Regions from separate parts of the Danio rerio genome. Here all the other regions are linked to region 2. A link is a contact called in public HiCAR-type data. All regions are on one chromosome and are shown on one strand. Each heading gives the region's core, a stretch centred on a gene start, on an enhancer-like site or on the middle of the called end of the contact. The rest is flanking DNA. Distances are from core to core; before and after follow the strand shown. Region 1 holds the start of phf20a (PHD finger protein 20, a). Region 2 holds the start of timm17a (translocase of inner mitochondrial membrane 17 homolog A (yeast)). Region 3 holds the start of ndrg3a (ndrg family member 3a).

The links. HiCAR-type assays count read pairs that join an accessible place to other places.
Region 1: a contact with region 2 is called in a HiCAR-type map of caudal fin, with 4 times the contacts expected there. The contact joins the promoter of phf20a here to the promoter of timm17a in region 2. A contact is called at or near these places in 8 of 18 Hi-C or Micro-C datasets (caudal fin, embryo, fibroblasts and 3 more) and 3 of 4 datasets of contacts at active chromatin or transcription factors (caudal fin, embryo and gastrula embryo).
Region 3: a contact with region 2 is called in a HiCAR-type map of caudal fin, with 3 times the contacts expected there. The contact joins the promoter of ndrg3a here to the promoter of timm17a in region 2. A contact is called at or near these places in 2 of 4 datasets of contacts at active chromatin or transcription factors (caudal fin and embryo).

Annotation. Positions count from the first base shown.
Region 1 is chr11:27,114,285-27,118,014 of GRCz12tu, reverse strand. It overlaps phf20a (PHD finger protein 20, a), which reads right to left and starts at 1,976. Exons shown (of 17, transcript XM_073916760.1): 1 at 1,839-1,976.
Region 2 is chr11:26,973,142-26,976,923 of GRCz12tu, reverse strand. timm17a (translocase of inner mitochondrial membrane 17 homolog A (yeast)) reads right to left here and starts at 1,705. Exons shown (of 6, transcript NM_198367.1): 1 at 1,676-1,705; 2 at 1-94. The coding sequence starts at 1,701.
Region 3 is chr11:27,134,957-27,138,418 of GRCz12tu, reverse strand. It overlaps ndrg3a (ndrg family member 3a), which reads right to left and starts at 1,938. Exons shown (of 16, transcript NM_199517.1): 1 at 1,837-1,938. phf20a (PHD finger protein 20, a) reads right to left here. Exons shown (of 17, transcript XM_073916760.1): 17 at 2,890-3,462.

The DNA.
Region 1 (3,730 bases), core at 727-3,226, 140 kb before region 2:
AATAAACTGACAAAATGTAAAATAGTTACGTTTCCACGTAAGATCAGGCTGACTATTTACATTTTGTATTTTACTATTTACTTGTAGACTAAAATCAAATTCTGTGTTTTTTCTATGTTAATTTAAGTAAAATGTGTTGAAACACAACCACTGAGTTAAACATTTTATTTGCAAAAAGTAACCCAGCAAATTTTACCCACTTTTTTGTTTAAGCAACTCAGCAGTAGATAAACTATGGTTAACAAAATATTAATAAAACAAAAAATATTTAAAGAATCATGAAACACACTGAACTAGAGCTGTACGATACTGGAAATTATGGGATATTGTTGTGAAGTATTGCGATAACTATATTAAAGATATAACCTAGAAAATTAAACCATTTTTTTGAAAAAAAATTTTTAAATCAATTTATGAAATGATATTAAAATAAGAAGGTAAATGATTTTGTTGATCGAATTAATTCTAATTGTATTAACTCCCACCATTAGTATTTTTTTTTTAAACTCTAGGTTTGCATTTGGGCCACTCCGACCAATAGCAGAACAGCAACTACTGAGGAGGCAGGGATAAAGATAGTAATCCCCAATCTAATTGGTCAAATTTAGATAAACAATAATTATTGAATTAATAAACAGTAATTTACCACACATGTCTATGATATGTTTGATGCATATCATATATGTATATTGCGATAATTGCAGATCATTTTACAATATATTGGGCAGCCAAGACTGAGATCTAAATGTCCACTAAACCTGAAGATTAAAAAAAAAATGTACATGCTGCTATAATTCTGTGTGCTTTAATATTATATATATATTTATATTTATAATTTATATTTATAAATTAACTTGGTTAACTTAATTAAAAGCTAATAATACCATTATACTGTACAATTACTTGACTTTAGGCTGCTACATTTAAAATAATTATAATGTTTAATTATTAGCAAACAAATATTAACCAAATTAATTGTTTTTTACTAATTTCTCAAATAGCAAAAACTATCCTAGAGTTCCCTGAAAGACGGGTGATCACTGATCTATAGTATTTAACTTGTGAACATTGTAGGTGCAAAAAATCCAGGTCATGGCATCATGCCAATAAACACACAGGGAACAACAGACTTAAATCAATTATCAACAGCCTACTTTACTAAGCCTCTTATTTATACGTAACTTTAATGTATAAGTTTAGATTCTGCCTTGTATGAACAGAATGTAAAGATTGCTTTAATCGAATAGCCATATCAAAAATGTACCTATTAAACAAATGAATACATGTAATCGCGACATTTTGCATAACAACGCTATTAAATGAACCCGTTAAGAGTAACCGTGTAAGTGAGAGTGATCAACTGTGATTTCATCAGGGGCCCCTATACATAAGTGCCTGACGGTGACAATGGAAACAATAGAGATGCCAGATATTCCAATACTCCACTAAATGTTTGCCTGTTATTCCTACATTAAACACTTCTGTCCGTCTATATGCAAAAGCAGACAAAAGCACATCATTCACGACATTTTGGAACGGATCTTTTTCATCTCGGCGAAAACACGAGCAGACGGGAACTTCCTGACTGATCCACACCCTCCATAAGAATAATGTCATGGATAGTAATGGGCGAGAACATCGCCACTCCCACAAATACAAGCTGTAAATCACAACATCAGTCTAGCAGTGCACATGTTCTGATATTCATGATATTTCGTTCCTTTAAACTCGAAATTAGAGATTCAATTTTGTAAAACAGCATCTTTACAGACTCCGTACTCGAGCAAAGTCTTGGCACAGCGTAAACAGTATTGCAAAATGCTAAATAAATATGTTACCTGTGGTGATATCCGTCTTTTTGTAACTATAAACGCCCGTTGTTAATGTATCAAAGCGTCTTTTATTGTAAGCACGTTGGGCGCGAGATGCGCGCACTTATTTTCCAATGTGTTCCACAGACTACCGGTATGAACAATACCACATCTGCGCATGCGCGGCAGCGCGGACGACTTGGCGACTGTATAAATACGTCTAGTGATGCTCTGCTACCCTTCAGTCTTTTAGTGCCACTAAACATTAACGCCATAAAGGAATTCACATTTTTAAATTGATCAAAACCACTTAGATACCTTAATACTTTTATTAACATGTTTACATTTAATATACACACAAAACAAATAGATCACGATTTTCAGAAATATTGCAACATTTATAATAAGAAGAAATATTTCTTGAACTGCAAACAGCTATATTAGATTTCTCAAGGGTTATTTGATGCTGAACACTTGGGGAAAATATATGTATATATATTTTTAATAGCAAATTTTGAAATAAACCCATCTCACTCCCTCTATTTACATTTTTATGATGCATTAAACAAGGTAGGATTTGTCATATTATTTACATACTTCTATTGTTACTTTGAGTACTTCTATCAGATCAGTTGTCCTCAAACTTTTTATCAAGTACCACCTCAGAAACAAAACTGTCTCTAAGTACCACCATAATGAGCAGCATTGAAATACAGTAGCATAGTAAGCCCAGTAAAGCAGCTACAGCTCTGCACTACTCTAAAACGTGGCAGATTAATTTATATTATTAAGAATATTGATTATTGTCAGCCACTTTAAACAATATAAATAGCCTGACTCTGAACATTAACACTGCTTTGCTTATATGTAAAAAAAAACAAGCAAACTAAAAACTAAAGACATCAATATTTTAATAAAAAAATATATTGTCATATGTCATATGTCATATTCATGTATAAATAATTTTTTATAAATTTTCAAATATATGTAGCATTTTCATATGACACATTTCATTTGATCTCTGTGTACCATTAGTGGTACACGTCCCACAGTTTGGGAACCACTGCATAAGATAATTAAATGTAAATGCAGAATTGGTGAACATTAAAAACCATTGACATTCATTTTATTCATTTTCTTGTCGGTTTAGTCACTTTATTAATCTGGGGTCGCCACAGCTGAATGAACCGCCAACTTATCCAGCACGTTTTTACATATCGAATGCCCTTCCAGCCACAACCCATCTCTGGGAAACATCCACACACATTCATTCACAAACACAGTCATACACTATGGACAATTTAGCCTACCCAGTTAAACTGTACCGCATGTATTAATTTTTACAATGTAAAATACTATCACCGGCCACTTTATTAGGTACACCTTACCAGTAGAGGGTTGGAGCCTTTAGAACTGCCTTAATCCTTTATGGCATTGATTCAACAAGGTACTGGAAATATTCCTCCGAGATTTTGGTCCATGTTCACATGTCAACATCACACAGTTGCTGCAGATTTGTCAGCTGCACATCCATGATGCGGAAATCCAGTTCCAACACATCCCAAAGGTGCTTTATTGGATTGGGATCTGGTGACTGTGGAGGTCATTTGAGTAGGCCAAGTGAACTCATTGTCATGTCCAAGAAACCAGTCTGAGATGATTCACACTTTATGACAAGGCGCGTTATCCTGCTGGAAGTAGCCATCAAAAGAGGAGTTCACTTTGGTCATAAAGGGATGGACTTGGTCAGCAACAATAGTTTAGGTAGGCTGTGGCAATGACACAATGCTCAATTGGTACTAATGGACCCAAAGTGTGCCAAGAAAATATCCCCCACACCATTACACCACCAGCAGCAGCCTGAACCATTGATACAAGACAGGATGGATGCATGCATTCATATTGTTGATGAAATCTTT
Region 2 (3,782 bases), core at 456-2,955:
AGAGTTTCTAAAGCCTTTAACTGCCTGAAAGATCCCTCCACCGATGGCCCCCATGGTGAAGGCGCCCCCACAGTCATCCACTATCCTCCAGGGACTGACAAACAACAGAGAGATGTCATGACATGTAGTGTTCATCTTTCCAACTAACAACTCTTGCAGTTCTTACAAAACAGTAAAATAGCATGATAAACGCATCACCAATGAAAATGTATTATGGTTGTGATAGAGGTAAAGTTGGTTTTATATTCGCAAATTCAGACTTTCCCCTTCATAATATGATTGTGATCGCTGCTCTAAAATATGTTCTTTTTAAATGTATGGGTGAAAAACAAAAACTTTTTCCCCCTTAAACGCAATATATAATTTTGTGAAAGATTTAAAATATTTTGGAGCAGTAAACATGTCAGGCTAAATAATTCAAATCAATCATTGACTTCTACTGTCTTCATTTGTTTTAAAAACTGCATCTTTGGATAGGTTTTCTGCTGGAGATACTGTTTTCCTAAAAAAAACAAAAGGTCAATAAAAACTCTTACACACACGTTAGGAACGGTATTATAGTAAATTTTGGCCTTGACTTTTCCAAACCGTAGTATATTTTGAAAAGGGTTATCGTCCCATGCCTAATTAGCAGCCAATGACTATCAAAGTACAACATTTTCAACAGTCAAATAAACAGTGTTAATGTTGTTTTCAAGTCATACCTGCAGTTTATTTCAGACCGAATATTTAAAGTGGCATGGTAAACAACATTGGGAGTGTGTCACAAGTTGTCACTGAACGAATGTGAGAATATAAAAATGACTTTACGTCTATATGGTTGTGGTACAAATAAAATGCATAACACATGATTTCTGTAGATAAACCATGCTAACTGTGAAATAACTATAGTTTTGCTACATTAACCATATCTTAGCCTTGGTATTTGCAGTAAATATTTATTATACAAATATTATCAATACAAATTTGCTTGAATAACAGGAAATTATTTAAAAAACAGTTTTTTTTTTTTTTATAAATAAGACATTTCATTAGTGTTTACTTTATACGTCCACCCTCATTTACTATGGTTTTCACTAAATAAGAAACTTTTTTGTAGTTAACATAGGGTAATGTGTGGTTATGTCATGGATAAAACAACGTTACAAAAACACGTCTTTTGGTATTATTCGTAGTAAAAACAAGTTTGTTAAAATAGTTTGCCTATTGCATATCTGATAAAACCAACAGTGATCAATAGGACCAAACAAGGTTATTACATTCTACATAGTTACTTCATAACTACATAGTTATTTACCGTAAGGCTACCCAGGTGATTTGCAGAAACCAGCAAGCATAACTGTAACGTATATTGTAATCTATATTCTGCGTTTAACAGTCGACGAATTTACACAACAGACATTTCTGGAAGACATTATACAAAAACAAAATCTAGTGATCTCTAAAGCCGGTAGAACAAGGTCATGTGCGGCACTGACAGCACGAAGCCTTCACTGAAGGGCATCGTGTTAAAAAACCTCCATCAAAACCACCATATCACAATATTGCGAGCGTCAGACACCCTGACAATTAATTACAGCGTAGAAATAACATACTACAGTATGACCGTTAGAGAAATAAAACCATATACATTCACTGAACGTATAAAATAATAGGTTTGAGGCTGTCGGCTCACCATGGCTCCCTCGCGTACTCCTCCATTTTGTTCTTTTCCCGTTCACAACTGACGTAACCAAGCACGTGCTGTTGCTGCAAGTGACGTAAGGTTCCTCGTGCGTTTTCTGCTGGTTCTTTCTGTGTGAACATTGCAAAGACGCCCCTCTAGTGGAGGAAGTTTTACAAACCAACAAACCATTCAAAGTCACAAAATGTGACTCAATTATATATTATCATTATCATATATCATCAGAGGTGCGCGACGTTGTCATTCGTTTGCCGGCAGCTGAGACTTGGGAGTATTCTAGTTTACGAGGACTCCTCTTTTCACTATGAACAACAAAGGTGAAAAAAGAGATCTTTGTGATCTTTTGCTCATGGTTTAAAGTTTTAAGAAAGATCACAAGTTACAATATTTAAAGTTGTACCTAATTAATTTAAGTGCTTTTTGAAAGTAATGTAACTGATGGTGTTTTTTTAATAACATTTCGAAATTTCTAATAAATGTTTTTAACTGCCAACACATAATCATAATGTAGCATTATTTTATTTTTTTACCTTGAAACCATTCTGATGGTAAGTACAAATTTAAAATCATAATATGAAATAGTTTTTATTTATTTATTTCATAATTAATGTTTTGAAATAATAGCTTTAATAAGAAACACTGTCATAACTGTTGGCTAGGCTATATAGGATGGTTGCACCATTTACCGGTACTATGGTAGTATCGTGACACTATGGCTCCAAAATACTGGCAATACCACTGTAGTTTGTATATGGTAGTATCGTCATTAATGGTCTATCTACAATAAATAATGTGTGTGGAAAAGTCACTAAATTGCTCACAAGTTTGTGCAACAATAGTCCATTTTATTAGAATAAAGCAGTCAAAGGTTGCAAAACTGTGTAAAATTTGCACCTTTTATGGTTTTTATGGTTTTACGATTTTTGACACTTCAGTTTAAACGCACATCTGAATCAGTTCATTTCTGTTCCTGTCAATATGATTTAGTAGCTACAACAAACACAACAATCTCTTAAAAACAACGACTCACAAAGTAAAAATTATAATTAGGCCTACTTTGGATTCTTACCTGATAAGGAAAAAATAAAAATAAAAAACAATAGATGAAAAACAAAAAGAGCAACAGGAAACATCGAAACCATTTTTGACCTCTTTTTATTGCCTAATTTGCTCTTTTTGTAATAAATTCTGTTCGGTATAATTTGTATCTTTATTTTAATGTATTATATTGATGTGCAAATACATTTTAGAATAATAAGAGAATTATGAATTCAATTCAAGTAGGCCTGTTATAACTTATAAAATAGCTTTTCTGATCATTTTCTTTATTTCATAAATTTGAGTTATGAATTACAGTATCGCAATACTACTTGGTATTACAATACTTAAGCTGGTAAAGTATTGTAATGTGAACTAGTGGTATTGCGACAACACTAATAGGAAATATATAGAACTAACTAACTACAGGAAACAAAACATTTATAGAATAGGCATGTTTCCTATTCTTTGTCCTAAACTGAACAAATTTAAACAAGAGAAAAAAATCGGAATATTTTCTAACTTCTTGAAGCTTTTTACAAAAAATATACAGATTTAACCAATTTAGTTGAATTTTACATTTTTCAGAAACTGTAATGGATAACAACAGTTACATTTTATTAAATTATGTAATGCCATTATAAATAACAAGTTACACCCCAACACTGCTCATTTTTATTCATTCGTTCATTTATTTTCTTGTCGTCTTAGTGCCTTCATTTATCCAGGGTTGCCACAGCGGAATGAACCCGCAACTTATCAAGCAAGTTTTTACGCAGCGGATGCCCTTCCTCTGGGAATCTCTGGGAAATGCTCATTTTTATGATGTTTATAATTAACATCTAATTATATCTGAAAAGTGTAAAATGTTATTAATAGCACTTCATCTTGCAAATTTATTTGATTCATTCATTCAATTTTCTTTATACCACCAACTCATCCAGCATATGTTTTACACAGCAGATTGCCCTTCCAGCTGCCTTTATTCACACACATACTCTATGGCCAATTTTATTTACCCAATTCACCTATAGCACAAGTGTTTGAACTGTGGGGGAAA
Region 3 (3,462 bases), core at 689-3,188, 160 kb before region 2:
CAGCCAATAAGAGAGCAGCATCCACTAGTATGAATATCTGCAGACCAGCAGGAGGTTGAGGAAGAAGTTAAAAGCACTCAATTTCAGTTTATTTGAACCCAAGAAATGGAGGAAAAACTAAAGGAAATTTGGCAGGAGCACTCGTGTCTGTTTGACATGTCATCTGAGCAATACCACAACCAGGTCGAAAAAGTTGAGGAGTAATTGCTAATTCCCTTCAAAGCTAAGGCAGCAAAATAAGTACAATTTCTACCACACTAAAGGCTTCTTTCTCATTATGTAGTTAATAATATAAGATATACATGACCTTGCATTGTGTCCATGTCACTTCTCGGGTGTGTTTCATTGTGAGATGTACAGTAGTTTGGATTAAGTTGTCTCTGACTCTTCCTATTCTAAAGTCATGCAGTGTGAAACCCCCTAATGCCAATCCATCTTGCATTGCAAACAAAACAGCGACGAAACGCTAGCCCAGATAGACATGCTGTGTGAAAACATCTGTGACACGACTACTTTGAAAGTCATGAAGTCTGAATTCTGCATTAGATGGCCCTTAGTTGTTGCTTTTGTCTAGAACTAAAAAATATGTCAACTATTGAGTTAACTTTCCATAAGCATTAAAGACAGATAACTTTCTATGATCAATTATGGAGTACAAGCGGCATATCATTAATTACCAATAATTACATATAACAAAACATCACATTTCCCAAATTACATGCCTGTTAATGCATCACGTTAATACTAAGAAGAAATATTAAGTGGTTTTCTATGGAAAATGACATGCCTTCATTCAACATTTAAGATGTTTTGTCTTGAATACAACGCATTAAAACATACATTGAGTCCTAAAATAACAAACTTTTCAATGTATGCAAGACAAACAGAATTCAGCACAGAGACAGAGAGGGATTTGATTTAGAGCCCTTTGTTGATGATAACAACAGGTTAGTCAGTGTTGTTTGTTTGTTATGTCAACACAGTGTATTTGCTGTAGTAGTTCGCCAGGACTCTGTCTGAGTGTGCTCAACAACACACCTGCGAGCACATGGAGATCACATCATCAGCCCTGCGACCTTCCCCTGAGCAGGTGACCGAGGACAATGTCATTTGTGTCATGCCGGAAGTTTTGCCATATACGATCGAAGCCAGAAATCCGTCAATTAACACTATGATTTTGATATACATGCGCCACGTAAAAAAGTGCTAATGCATTGAGGAAAACTGGAATTATATATGGATTCAATTAAGAAAGAGGACTTGATGCAATCCTAAATCAAAGTTAGATAGACGTAAATAATTTAGCAGTGTATGTATATTCAGATACGTTACGAAAACATTACATCGTTTCATTTAAACCGCAGTAACGTTATATAATGCTGTTAAAGAAAATATTTTAAAGACTGTATGAATGTTCGATGCAGCTACAGGAGAAAAAGCATCTATGAAAACTATAAAACATCTGCAACGACGAGACGGGAAAAAACAGCGAATTTCAACCCATTTTATCAAATAAGGTACAAAGTTTCTATTTTTGGCGAGACATCAAACATCCTCAGTGTCGGATGTGTGAGATATATAGAAAAAATCGATTTACAATTTATTAAATGGCACGTATTTATCCTGTAATGTCTTTTTAGCGGCTGTTGTGATGTAAATCGACGTTATTGTGGCTTCGGGCAGTTTTAAAACACGGAGCCATTTTAAATGGAATTACATTGATCGCTGTAGAGAAGATAACCAACACTATCACTCTGAATCATATCACAGAATTCTCGTCGGTTTTGTCCATATTCACAAACTAGCTATTTACAAGAATGGGGGTGTTTGACTCACCGGTCAATGTTGAAGAGCAATATCTTTATCTGTTAAGGGGAAAATCCTCCTCAGAGATGTTGAAGTGAACGAAGGGCTCGTCGTCCGCACGTTTCTCTGCTCGCAGTCTCTCTGCCAGCCGTGTTTTGATGTCACTTGGTGGGCGGGGCCTCAAGGGCTCCCCACATTACAGTCAACGCGTTTGGAAGACCCCCTCAATCACGATTTATCGCCCCCGTGAGGTTATCTATGATATCACGATGACGAACTCGCGTCTTTATCGAGTTACAACTTTTTTTTCATAAACCTTTTTTTCTCGTTGAAAAAAAAGCAAAGCCGTAGAGCAGGTACACATACGTAGGCTATGTAACTATGTAATGCTTTTGTTATAACGTTCTCTAATTTCAATTGTTGGACTGACAGCATGTAAAACAAGCCCATCTTTAGGATGCAGTATTTAAGGGGGGATGCTGTTTTCCACTCTTTCAGTTTTTGGACAGACGCATACAGGTGAGTACATACTTTTAACATTAGATAACAGCAAATATTTAAATGTTCAATAGGTGAATAAAAATTAAAACACCATTATTTACTCTGCCATTAAGTGCTTTCAAACCACTTTTGAATCTTTTTTTCTGAACACAATATATATATATATATATATATATATATATATATATATATATATATATATATATATATATATAAATTATAATTTTTTTTGCGGCTGGAAGGGCATCCGCTGCGAAAAAACTTGCTGGATAAGTTGGCGGTTTATTCTGCTGTGGCGACCCCGGATTAATAAAGGGACTAAGCCAACAAGAAAATGAATATATATATATATATATATATATATATATATATATATATATATATATATATATATATATATATACTGAAAAATGTTTGAAACCAGTAACCATTGCAAATAGGAAAAAAAAAAAACATATTATTGATGTCAATGCATGGATAACAGTTTCTAACATTCTTCAAAATATTGTCTATTGCCTTCAACAGATGAAAAACACTCAAACAGGTTTGAAACAAGTGAATGATGAGTTAATTATGACAAAATTTTTATTTTGGGTGATCTATCTCTTTAATACTGAGATGCATTCGAAATGAGAATTTCAGTATTTCCAAGTTCTGGAAAAAAAGTTTCTGATTTTAGGATTACAGTCATTATGATATTCACAGTTTTTCAGAAATAAATAAGCCATATTCAGAAAACACTTAAACATTCTAAGCAGCTTATCTTTTAAATATAATAGAGCAAACATACATTTGACTTCACAACCAACCAGTTACAAGGAGGTTAAGGGTTAATTAGCGTTTTAAAGAGTGGATGGCAAATGGTGACTTCCTAAATTGGTGTTAAGATTAAACAATTGAGATTAACCTTTCAGTTTGAATATAGGTAACGTTTCCTAAGGACAAAATCTAGCTTGTATATGTTGAGTTGATTTGCTTCTTGACTAAGTGAGAATATATTGAAAAAGTAAGCTCACCTCAGAATGAAAAATCTGACAATGTTTACTCAACCTCATGTTCTTAACGCATTAGAAATATGCAAATGAAGACATTTGTAATCAAATAAGAGATTTATTTTCCTCCAGAAAAAAAGCTTATTTACTGCAAATGCCTCAT